Linked DNA regions of Canis lupus: region 2 is linked to region 1. A link is a contact called in public Hi-C data. All regions are on one chromosome and are shown on one strand. The core of a region is the stretch at or near the end of the contact, and the rest is flanking DNA. Distances in the headings are between cores, read along the strand shown. Region 1 holds the start of SSBP4 (single-stranded DNA-binding protein 4). Region 2 holds the start of RAB3A (ras-related protein Rab-3A).

Evidence for each region. Hi-C and Micro-C count contacts between places; a contact is called where the count stands out from the background.
Region 2: a Hi-C map of amygdala shows a contact between it and region 1, with 2.0 times the contacts expected there. The contact joins the promoter of RAB3A here to the promoter of SSBP4 in region 1. A contact is called at or near these places in 2 of 9 Hi-C or Micro-C datasets (amygdala and blood).

The regions. Positions count from the first base shown.
Region 1 is chr20:45,019,789-45,025,999 of UU_Cfam_GSD_1.0, reverse strand. SSBP4 (single-stranded DNA-binding protein 4) reads left to right here and starts at 3,954. Exons shown (of 17, transcript XM_038566814.1): 1 at 3,954-4,225. The coding sequence starts at 4,167.
Region 2 is chr20:45,202,031-45,208,241 of UU_Cfam_GSD_1.0, reverse strand. It overlaps RAB3A (ras-related protein Rab-3A), which reads right to left and starts at 2,610. Exons shown (of 5, transcript XM_038566840.1): 1 at 2,437-2,610; 2 at 1,029-1,256. The coding sequence starts at 1,256. MPV17L2 (mpv17-like protein 2) reads left to right here. Exons shown (of 5, transcript XM_038566839.1): 5 at 1-160.

The DNA of each region.
Region 1 (6,211 bases), core at 2,705-5,204:
GAAACATCTCCTGGCCCAGACCCGGCTCCCAGCTGTGGCCCGCCTCCCACGCACGGCTGGGGCGGGGCTGCAGGAGCCGCCCTCCGGAGCCCGGCCCCTCCCAAAGCCTGCCACTTTAATGGGGCGGGGGGGGGGGGGTGCTGCTTCCATCTCCAGTAGGGAGGTAAACCCAAACCAGCCTTCCGAGCGACTCCTGCAACATATTCACCGGCAGCCAGGGCTGTGTCCGCAGGGAGCACAGATCCAATGGGAGGCGGAGGCTGCCAGCCAATTATCTGATGCATCATTTTATCGTAACAGTGACAAATCCAGCCAAGGCCAGTGCAGAATCCGTAATCCAGGGGAGATGGCCAAGGAAGGCAAGAAGAAGGGAGGAGAGGAGAAAAGGGAAGGAGGGAGAAGATGGAGAAGAAGGAACTAGTATAGGCCAGGCCAGGAGCCAAACTGCCCTCCAGGCAGCAGGAACAGCCAGGGCAAAGGCCGTGAGGCGGGCCTGTGAAGGGTGGATAAGAAGACTGGAAAGACTGGAAGGAAGTGGGAAGGACAGCCTCCCCCTCCCCCCCCCCCCCCCGCAGAAAAAAAAAAAAAAAAAAGACCCAGCCCTACAAGCACAGCCCGCTTCAGGCTTCCCCAGGCCCCGCCCCAACCCGGTGGTAATCCCGAGGCCGAGAATCGGCTCAGGGCTGCAGTGCCCGCGCAGCCACACAGGGGCGATCGGGAGCTGGTGAAGAGATCCGGGTCTGGGATCCAGCCGAGACCCTTTAGCCTACTCGGCTCGCGGTCCCCACCCGGGCCCCTTAATCAGTCCCCGGGGCTGCTAAGGCCCAGAGCCCCTGTCTACTTGGGCCTCTTACCGGGACAACCTCCTGCATCCCCCATGCCATCCTAATCTCCCCAGGAGCCCCATGGAGCTTCTTAAAATCCTGTTGCAGATCCTGCCCCTCAGGGCTACACACGTTCCCGTGACTCTATTGCTCTTGGAACAAATCTCAACCCGTCCCTTCGGGAGTGATCCGGCTCCCCTTCCCCCTGCTCCAGCCGCACGGCCCTCCTCGCTCTGCCTCCAGCACCTTCACCGCGCACCCATCTCAGGGCCCTTGCACTTCTGTGACTGCAGGCTGAACATTTTGTTTTCAGATCTTTCAGATCCACCCCTCCCCTTGTTAAACAAAACAAAACTCCCCTCCCCGTGCCCGTCCCTCGTACGGGTGCGGGGTGGGGGCTCTTCTGCGGGTTCGGCTTTTACAAGGCGTGCGCCCCGTTTGGATGTGCCTGCGGCTCAGCTTCCCTGACGCCGTGGGGGGCCCAGAGCTCGCTCCTCTCGGACTTTTCCGCGGGCACCGAGGCTGTGTTTGGAGATCCGTCTCGGTTGCCATGAGAACCGCGCTAGGCGCTCCAGCCGGCCGCGCCTCCCCCTTCGCAGCTCGCGCCTCCGTCTCCCTCCTCTCCCCTCGCCTCCACCCTGCTCTGGGAGCCGGGCCCACTCGCCGGCCGTCGCTGGGTCCTCTCCTCCCCCGGGAAGCCCTCCCTCTGCCCAGCATGTAGTGCTCCCTGAGGTTATCCTGACTCGCCAGCTTTTGACGGTCAGCTTTCCCCAGCAGAATCTCTGCTTCGCAAGCAGTAGCAACGCGTCCTGGCTGGGTCCCCAGGTCCCTGCACCCAGCAGACGCTCAGTAAATGTTTGTGGGGAGGTTGAAGAGTCCCAACGACTCAAGGAGCCGCGGCTCAGGGCGAAGGACCCGCGCAGGGCACACAGAACCTGGGGAGCCACGGAGCATTGGGAGATAAATAAGGGGTGCCTGGGGTAGCAGGAGGAACATCTGCAGGGCCTGGGTGTCACAGTTGTCACCAATACGCTGTGTGACTTGGGTAAGCCACACTTTCTCTGTGTCTCGTTGAAAGTGAGCGCTGGAGAGCGGTGGTGGGAGCGGGTATTACATGAGGGTGCCCTGGAGGCCCACGTCCGTCCGCTGGTGGCGTCCGGGGCGCTGGCAGTCGCCAGCAAGAGGCCCTACAGAAGCTCGCCGGCCGCACCCCCACTCGCTCGCGGCACAGGCCCCTCCTCTACCCCGGCTCCGGGCTGGGGGGGCCCCCAGCGGGAGAGGAAGCTGGGGGAGGGGACGACCGGCTGGACAGGAAGTGGGAAGGGCTGGCGTCCCCCTCCAACCCCGGCTGAGGCCCCTCGGGATGGAGGCGGGGCTGGGGCCAGCCTGGCCCTTCCCTTCCTCTCCGCCTGTCTGGAACCCTAGCGGCTCCCACTTCCCGACTGCCAGGAGGCCTGAGGGGTGGGGATCCCCACTGCGGGGCGCAGCCTCTAAGAAAGGAGGTATAACACGGGGTCAGCTGGCTGTGGGAGAGGGTACTCCCATCTAGACACTCACACGCAGACACACACGACACAGGAAACCAGAGTACACAACGCAGGTCCCAGGGAGCTAGCAATCAACCCACGCGTGGAGGCACAGGCATGTGCACATGCACGCAAACGCATACACATTTGTGAACACGTGTGACGGTGTTATTCGGCCCCGCACAACTGCCAAGGACACAACCACCTCGGAAGAGCCAGGGCCAGTTGTTCAGGCAGCAACCTTTCACTGGACCACCACCCCTCGCATAATGATGTATCCATGCACTCACACAGGAACTGCGTGTTCACAGACACACACACACACACACACACACACACTTGCAGTCATGTACAGGAAAAAAGAACACCTATGGCAAATATTCACAGAAACATCCAGACCTGGAGTCACAACTGGACTGCTTCTCCCTACTGGTTGCCAGTAGGTCCAGTGCACAGGCCTCCTCCACCCCTCCCGGGAACACTTACCTCAGTGTCTGCCCCATCTCACACTCCCTGGAAGAAGGACCCCAGGAGGGGAAATGAGTTACCCACTGCCTGCAGTCTTGACTCCTTCAGAGGGGTGATTAAATGTGGGCTGCACCCAATTTACAGGTGGCAGCACAGAAGTCAAGAAGTGGCAGCAGGAATGACCCAGTCAACAATCACCCACCGACTACTATTGACACTGGGGCAGTGCAGGGTGGCTCCCAGGGAGGGGCCCAGGTATCCCAGGAACTCCCTGTGTGGTTGTCTTTGTGTTGCATATGTGTGTTGTGTGTGTGTGTAGCTGTATCTACAGGCCATGTGACTGTGTGACACTGACACATTTATGGCACTGTGAGACCCCAGGGCTGTGTGTGGAGCCCTGTTCAGGCTGCCATGGTGTGCCCCAGGGTGACTGCAAGTAGCTGCATGGGCTCTTTCCACAGCTTGTTGGAAGCTATAGCACAGCTGAGCTTACGTGTGTCTCTCTGCGGTTATAGGTCTATGTGATGGTGGTCGGTGTGTTTTGTTGTTCTGCGAGCCACTGTGTATACGTCTGTGTGTATGACGGTGTGTCCCTGAGTGAGCTGTATGTGCGGTAGTTCTCTCTCAAGCTGTGTGTGTGTGTGTGTGTGTTGGGTCGGGTAGTTCTGCTGCGGGGTGATACACCCCGCTTTTTGCTTTATGGAACTCTCACTGGTTGTTCAAGTAGCTATGTGGATTTATGTGTGTGGAGTCCGCTGTCCGAGACTGTAGCTGCAACTGTGTGTGGCTGTGTTCCTGGGTGTACAATTTGGGCAGCTGGTCCTAACTGGGGAGTGTGTGTGTAGCCGTGATCAACTGTATCCTGCTGTGTGTCCCCAGGTGGCCGTCCCCACCCGTGCCTGCGTGTGTGTCCCCGCGCCCCTCCCACCGCGGCAGGCACTGCGCGTGCGCGCCCGGCCCACGGTCCCCACAGCGGGACCCATCCGCGCGCCCGCCATCGCCCCTTTAAGAGCGGCGCCCGCGGGCGGCAGGGAGGCGGCGGGCGGGGGCGCGCGCGGCGGGAGGAGGGGGCGCGCGCTTCCCGGAACAGCCCGCGCTGAGGGAAGAGAGGAAGAAAATAAAACCCGTGGCTGGAGCTGAAGCTGGAGCTGCCGCCGCTGCCGCCGCCGCCGCCGCCGCCTTGGCCGTCTGGAGCTCCCCCGCGCGGACGATGCCCGCGGTGCCCGCGCGGGGCTCGGGGCGGTGAGGCCCGGGGCGCGGGGTAGCTATGGCGACCGCTAGCGCGGCCCGCGGTGCCGCCTGACAGGTGTGGGCCCCGGCGGCGGCGGTGGCGGCGGCTCGGAGCAGCATGTACGCCAAGGGGGGCAAGGGCTCGGCCGTGCCCTCCGACAGCCAGGCCCGCGAGAAGTGAGTCGGTGGGCCGAGGCCGCGGGAGCCGGGGGCGGGGCTCGGCGGCCGCGCAGCTTCCGTGGGCCCCAGTGCCGGCGGGCACCGCGCGGGGCACGTGGGCGCGGGGGCAGGGCGTGCGGGGCCCGAGCGCTCGAGGGGTCGCGAGATTTACGGGGGCGCGCGAGACCCGAGGGGCGCGAGATTTGAGGGGCGCGCGAGCCCGAGGGGGCTCGAGGGGTCGCGACATGTGTGGGAGTGCGCTAGATCTGAGGGGTGTGAGGAGCTTAAGAGTTCGCGAGATTTGAGGGGCGCGTCAGACTTCGGGAGCTTGAGGGGCGCAAGGAGTCGTGAGGTTTGGGGGGGTGCGCGAGAGCCCAGAGGTCGTGAGAGTTGAAGGGGCGCGGGAGACCCGAGGTTTGCGAGATTTGAGTGGGCGCGTGAAACTCGAGGGCTAGGGAGACCCGAGTGGCTCAAGGGGTCGCGACATTTGCGGGGGCGCGAGAGACCCGAGCGGGACCTCCCCGACGGTCGAGACTTGGATGCGCGAGTTTGCGGTCGCGCGTGCGCGCGAGGTCGCGCACTGAGCGGTTTCCCACATTCTCCAGGGAAGTTTCCGGGGCGGGCGAGGCTGACCAGTCGGGGACCCCTGCCTGTCAGGAAGAGCTAGAGAGAGGAGAGGGCCTGAAGGGTACTAGCCTCAGCTCCGCGCGCAGGGCAGCTGGGTGGGGCTCCCAGTGGGAGGACCCCGGGATCTGCGAAAACACCTCACGCGGAGTTTAAAGGCCCCATCGTGTCTCATTCCCAGTCCCTTTGATGGCCAGATTTGTCCTGTGCTCGTCCATTTCTTATAGAGGGTCCCCTCTAAGCCTTGGTTTGGAGATAGGGTCCTGGTGCTAAAGAAAGTTTGGAAGACACCAGATGGCCACGTCCCCTCTTTCAATACTCGGGGGTACCCGGGCCCTGGGGAGGAAGCGATCTGCTGAGGTTTCAGGGTCTGGGGAACCGGAGAGCTCTCTCAGAAGGCGGAGATGGGGGTGGGCATACTGAAGAGGTCCGTGGGTTGCTTTGAGCATTGGTTTCTGAGATACGGACAACCGGCCTTGGAGGATTCTCACAAGGACTGGGTGAAAGGCTACAGGTAGAGCACCCCACATAGGCAGCCACCACCCCAGCCACTTCCTGCCTCTGGGCCTCGGTTTCCTCCTCCGTGAAATGGGCGTGTGTGTGGGGGGGTTACATTGCTCAGGTCCTGAGCTCTCTGCTTCTGTGTTTTTCTTCCCTGCTCACAGACCTGCCTCCTCCTCCTCTTCTTCCCTCTCAGGTCCCTGTCCTGAGCCCACTTCTTGCTCATCTCTACTCTAGGTCTGGGACAGCCTGCCCCAGAAATGGACTGAGTACCTGCTGGGTGTGTGGATGGTGGATCCAATAATAAACACTCCCAGCCTACAGGGCAGCCTGGAGGACACCTATCACCCAGAACTAACTAGCACTGCATTTGGTCCTTGGTTTCAGGGCTTTTTAAATAAGGGGACGAAGGTGGCTGGGATAGTCGAAGGCCCCTTTGTCCCCTTTATATCCTTCCCCTGTGGCCCCAGAGGTTCTGCCAACGTGAAGTGCTGCCGTTCCGTTAATGACAACCATGGTTGGTGTCACTGGGTGTCTTGTGTTTGTTCCTGGGATTGGTTTTGAGATGGGGCATGTGACCGCGGATAGTTTCTTCCTTAGCCCAGCAGATGAGGGAATCACCTTGTGTTTGCTCTGGCTCTTGCGGGGCTTCCAGGTGTGGCTGTGTGCAGCCTTGTTTGAAGGGCAGATGGGCAAGAGGTTCTTGAGAAAGGAACTAAGTCCCAGAGGCTAAGCAGAGCCAGTGGACACAGGGGAGCTTCCAAGAAGAGGGAAGGAACAGGAGGAGGAGGAAGACAGAGGTGGAATTTGTGAGGATCATCACCCTGGCCACTGGCTGAGAGAAGGGCTGTAACAAGCATGGAGGCTGCCGGGCAGATG
Region 2 (6,211 bases), core at 1,361-3,860, 180 kb before region 1:
GCAAGCTGCCCACCTACACAGAGAACATTGTGCTCAATTGTCCTCCAGAGGCGGGTACCTAGAGAATCATTTCCTCACTCATTCAACGTACCTGGGCATTGACCTGTGTGTGCCACACCCTGGGCTGAGCACCAGGGACACAGATGTTAACAAAATGGACAAAAATCACTGCCTACTGATTACCCAATTCTATAGGAAACAGACAATAAACACAAAAAGGAAGAAAACGTATCCTATGTTGGAGGTGATGAAGACTGAGAGGGAAGATAAAGTCTGACAAAGATGGAAGGGCAATGTGGGTGAGGGTATGGTTTTGAGAGCTGGATGAGGTGAGGAGGGAACCATACGGGGACTGGGGGGAAGGACAATCTGGGCAAAGGACAGAGCCTGGAGCAGGGGCCCTGAAGTGGGTCTCTGTATCAGTGTGCCTGATACATCAGAGGAACAGTGAGGCAGCGGAGGTGGGAGACAAAGCAGGCGAGGTCTCCCGGGCCAGGTGGCCCATGGGAATGCAATGAACAGAGAAGGGACAGCTCTGGCTTGGGATTAAACAGGTTCCTTTGGGCCCCTGTGGGGCTAAGGGAGGTGGCCAGTAGACCCTGAGGAAGGGAGGAAGGTTGCCTGTTCCTGTCCCAGGGAATGAGGCTGGGGAGGGGGGGGCCAAGATCCGGCTGAAACATCATACAGACTCACATGAAAGAACTGAAAGATAGGGAAACTGAGGCACCAATCCCAGTGATGCTCTCAGTAATACACAGAGGAGAGGACCCAGCATTTGCTCCTTCCCCACTTCCAGAGAGAAGTGATGAGGCACCCATGGAAGGACCCAGCATTTGCTCCTTCCCCACTCCCAGAGAGCAGTGATGAGGCACCCATGGGAGGACTCTGGGCCTCTAGCTCCTAATACACAGTAGGCACCTGATAAACACCCAGTGTGTGAGTGAATCCAAACAGGAAATAGGCAAAGCTGGGGCTGCTTTTCTGGGAAGGCAAAGTGATAGGGACGGAAGCTCCCCAGCTGGACCCACCCAGATCTGCAGCTTGATCCTCTTGTCGTTGCGGTAGATGGTCTTGACCTTGAAGTCGATGCCCACAGTGCTGACAAAAGCAGGCGTGAAGGAATCGTCTGCATAGCGGAATAGGAAAGAGGTCTTGCCCACGCTGCTGTTGCCAATGATGAGGATCTTGAACATGTAGTCGAAGTTCTGGTCCGAGGACTCCTTCTGCCCATAGCGCGAGTCTGTGGCGGACGCCATCTGGGTGTGCAGGGTGTAGGTGAGCCTGAAGAGTCCCCTTTCGCACCCAGCTGCCCAGGCTCCAGGCAGAGGATACAGAGAATTCCAGAGCTCTTGAGAAGGACTAGTGTTTATAGATTACTCTTATCTCATCAGGAGCCCCTGTACTAACGGTAGGGCCCACGGCAAAGGGCGGGCTGTGACCTTGAAAGGCCAAAAGTGTCAAGGGAGCAGCTCAGAAAGATGGACATGGGGACACCCCTTGGGCCCCCTCCAACATGCCTTCGCCCTAGGTCGGGCTGTAATCCTAAACCCTAAGCTGAGCGGGCAGGGCTGACTGCAGCCGGCCCCGCCCCCCATCAATCATTCATGTGTCTCAGAAGGGTGCCGCGCGGGCGCACGTGCACACGCGTGTACGACCCCGCGGGGATGTGCGTCGCAGCACCCCCTTCCCCCAGGCTCCCAAGCTAGGAGGGATCGGGCTGAGACAGCTGGTCATGTGATAAGGGCGGGGCGTGCACCTGCTCACGTGCACGCAGCAGGGAACACACCCGTACACGCGTGTGCACACGAGAGTCGAATACATTCGGTGCACAGGAAACGAGACGTAGACACTTGTCCGCACACCAACACACATTTACACACATGCCAACCCACCCGTGCGCAGGGTGCCCTCCACCCATGCAGGCGTGTACACGTCACCCACGCGGACACGCAGTCCCGTGCACGTATGCACACGACGTGCAGGCACACGCACAGTCCATGCGTCTCCTTTCACATGCGTGCAGCACGCACTCACCGGGGCCGGGACACCCGCAGGGTCACCCGAGCATACCCCGGTACATAAGCAAAAGGGTTTGCACACAGACCCGCTGGCACCGGCGGGCGCGCACACGCGTGTTCACACCGCACGCACGCACGCGCACGCACGCACAGAGCCTCCCGCGCGCACAGCTTCCCGCAAGGCACTCGCCTCCCCTCCCCCTCCGCCGCAGAGGCCGGGGGTGGGGGGTGGGGGTGAGGGTGAGGACCCGGCAGGTAGGGGGAGCCAGGGCCCTACCCCGACAAGGGCTGTGACCGCCGCATCCTTCCCCCCCATTCAGCGCGGCCAATCTCTCCCCTACCCCGGCAATCCCATCAGTCAAATGAAGGTTATGTAGGTATCCGGAGAGGCGGCGAACCAGGCCGCCCGGGAACTCACCTTGCCCTGCACCGATGCGGTGGTGACCCTAGCGGCGGCGACTCTTCGGCGGCGGTGGTGACGGGGCCCCCTGCGTTGATGTGGGGCTGCGCGACAGGGGCAGCGGCGGCAGCAGCAGCGGCTCAGGCCCCTGCAGTCCGCGGTGACGTCCTGCAAAGAGTGAGGCGGGGCCTCACATGCAGATGCAGCCGTGACGCCATCCTGGGGCGGAGCCGCGCCTGGAGCAACAGCCCACTGACGCACGCAGAGCCAGGAGGGGCGGGGCCCCCGCGCAGATTGACGCACGAGTGGGGCGGGAATCAGTGTGCTCACCCAGTAGCACGCGGGGGAGGTGCCTACTTGCTCCGCCTCCTGCCTGCGTCAAGGAGGCGGGACTGAATGGCGCCCTCTCACTGGCTTAGGGCCCCCGAGCGACGGACTGATCAGCCAATCAGAGCCTATCACTGTTCTCCTCCTGTCCAATGGTGGCTCCCAGGTGGTTGCAGGGCTGGGAGGTTGAGGCCTTCGCAGAGCCTGGGTCTTCAGGGGGCGTTCCCCTTCCTCGCCCCCTCCCACCTTTAGTCTGAGATTTTCGCGGCCCCCGCCGGGTCTTGGGTGTCGCGACCTCTGGTTAAAAACACTATTCCCAATTTTAGAAGAGGAACAGACATCTGAGAGACGCTCAGTGCCCCCCAATCACGGGTTCAAAATAAGTACAAATGAAGAAAAAGCCAAAATAGGGGTGAAGGGAGACCCCTCCCAATTTCTGGAAAGTGTAAGATCCCCAAAGAGGACCGGGTGGGTAGATGCCCGGTCCTGTTTGCTGAGATGAAAAAGAAGAAAGAGGATCTAGGGATCGAGGGAACTATTTTCTAGAAAAGAAGGAAGGGGCTGACACAAGAACCCCTCCTCTACCTGCGCCCCCCCCCCTTTCCGGAGAAAAATTCGAAAATAATGCTGAAGTGGGGCAGAGAAATGGCTTCCCCCCCTAAGTCCCCCCACAAACCTGCAGGAAACAACAACAACGGGGAACAGGGAGGGTCTCAGCGAGGTTCAAAGACCCAACAAGACGTCTCTCCAAGACGGGGCTGGGAGATGCTTTACCGACCCTGGTTCCTGACTGAGGCAGGGGACCGATCCCCTCCATCCTGGGGAAACAAGACTCTGCGAGTGCAGACTTTGGGGGCTGCGGTGCTCAGTCGTTTACTCTCCCAAATCTTGAGGGAGAAATGTCAGAATTGGGGGGTCGTGCGGGAGAATGAGCCCCTATGCCCCATTGGGATCCCTGCCCCTCAACTCCGCTCCCCAGACCCGGCAGGAGGAGCGTGGCCCCAAGAGAATTCTGATCTTGCTCCCTCCCCAGGCGCGGGGCGGCGGGGGTGGGGGGCGGAGGGGTGCGTCCTGTTTATAAAAAGCTCGCCAGCTGCGGAGGCGCCTAGAGACCAGAATAACTTAGCGCCTGGAGCCCGCCCCCCGCCCCCCCCCCCCCCCCCCCCGCCCCCTGGAAGAGCCGGACGTCCCTTGCGTTGAGAAATCTATTTTTTATTAAGGGTAGGATTTTTGTTCCTCTCCTCCACTCGGACTATAAGAGTATTATGAACCTACTGCGGAGAATTGGAAAATTGAGAAAAACATAAAAAAATAAATAAATAAAAATAAATTCATCTCCAACCTCCCCCCTGCAGGGAGGCTGGCAGTCGGTGGGGGCCCCCAGCACGGCTGGCCCGGAACCGGCCCACACACACCCTGGTGGAGGTGAGGACCTGTAAGGCTTCCCAAAAGCATGCTTTGGGCTTTGGACGTGCATGGCACTGAGAAATACCTGTTGTCATTTTTTGTTTTGTTTTTCCAAAGGAGGGAAGCCCCCCCCCCCCAACAATGTGCATCAGCTACTGCACAGAGGAATTTGTATTTCAAAGTAAAAATAGGGAGGCCTGGGTGGCTCAGTGTTGAGCATCACTTTGGCTCAAGGCGTGATGCCGGGGTCCTGGATGGAGTCCCCAGTCAGCTCCTTGGAGGGTGCTTCTCCCTCTGCCTATGTCTCTGCCTCTCTTTCTGTGTCTCTCATAGATAAATAAATAAAATCTTTTTTAAAAATAAATAAAATAAAGCAAAAATAATGCAAGGCCTTTATTGTTGAGAATCAATATTCTGGGACCCCTGGGTGGCTCAGCCGTTTATTGCCTGCCTTCGGCCCAGGGTGTCATCCTGGAGTCCCTGGATGAGTCCAGCATGGAGGGACATCCACATCCTGCATGGAGCCTGGATCTCTCTTTGCCTCTGTCTCTGCCTCTCTCTCTCTCTCTCTCTCTCTCTTTCTGTGTCTTTCGTGAATAAATAAATAAAATATTTTTTAAAAGAGAGAGAGAGAGAGAGAGAGAGAGAATCAGCATTCCACTCTGGAATTAGGGGTCGTTGAATGGGGAACTGCTGCACAGCCTGGGACACCAGAGCTAGTGAGAAAGAGGCCTTAAACCCTTCCAAGTCCCACCCCACTCAGAGTCAAGTCCAGACTCCACCTCACAGCCCAGGCCCTCTAGCCACCCACCACCCACCAGCTACTTCCTCATCTCATCTTTCTCCTCAGGTCAGGTGGTCAGGTGCTCCCTCTGGCTCCAGGTGCAATCCTGCCTCAAGGCCTTTGTGCCCACTGTTCCCTCTGCCTGGAGTACTGTTCCCCAACTTCCTTCTAAGCCTGGCTCTCTCATTCTCTTCAGATCTCTGATGGGCACCCGCCTCCTTTCAGAGGTTCCAATTTCATGTCACCTCCTTATCACATCACCATATTTCTCCCTCCTGCCACATCTGCTATCAGAAATAATTATTTGAGGGTTGCCTGAGTGGCTGAGTTAGTTAAGCATCTGACTCTTGATCTCAGCTTAGGTCTTGATCTCAGGGTCGTGAGTTTAAGCCTTGCATTGGGCTCTATGCTTAGAGACACAGATTAGTGTCCCCAGCACCTAGACCTGTGAACACAGTAAGTGCCCTGTGATGGGATGACATGTATGAATGAATGATTGAAGAGAGGGTGACTTTGGCCAGAGAGGTTAGGGAAGACTTCCCTGAAAAGAAGTGGCATTTGAGCAGGAACCTGAAGGAGAAAGAGCTGGCCAGATGGAGAGGTGAGGGAACAATGTTCCAGAAAGGGGGGACAATGAGTGCAAAGGCCCTGAGGCTGGAACTCACTAAACAAGCTCAAAGGACAGCCTCTTTCCAGCTCTGTGAAGGAGATGGGCCCGACAACTTTTGTTTCCTTAACAGAAAGGGCAGAATGAGGCCCTGAGTGTCACCCTAGGAGTTTGCAAGGGCTGAAAGTTCCAAGGGACCCTGAAGACCTTCTCCAATCCTCCTCGGCAGGTGTAGAGTGGGCCACAAAGGCGAAAACTGTGCCCCTCAGTAAGGACCCTAAACAGGAGAAAGTGGGGGACCTGGAACATACAAATGACTTCACTCGCCCCTCTCTGGGCCTCAGTTTCTACATCTGTGGAATGAGAGAAGAAAGGCAAAGTTAACATGCACTTCAAGCAGGCAGCTCAGTTCCTGGCTCAGGACACTCTTCTCAAATGTTACCTGTTGCAATTATGTGATCCTCATAAATAGCCCATTTTACCCATGAAACAATAAAACCTCAGAGAGGTTAAGAGACATGAAGTAGTCAATATGCATCTCTAGGGGATACTAAGGATAGTGTGGTGGACCTGGCCCAGACTTACGGGGTTTGGGGTGTAGAGAGGGTGGCGGACATGTATCAGAATGCCCAAGAACTTCCACCAGTGCCAGCCTGGGGTGGGGGTGT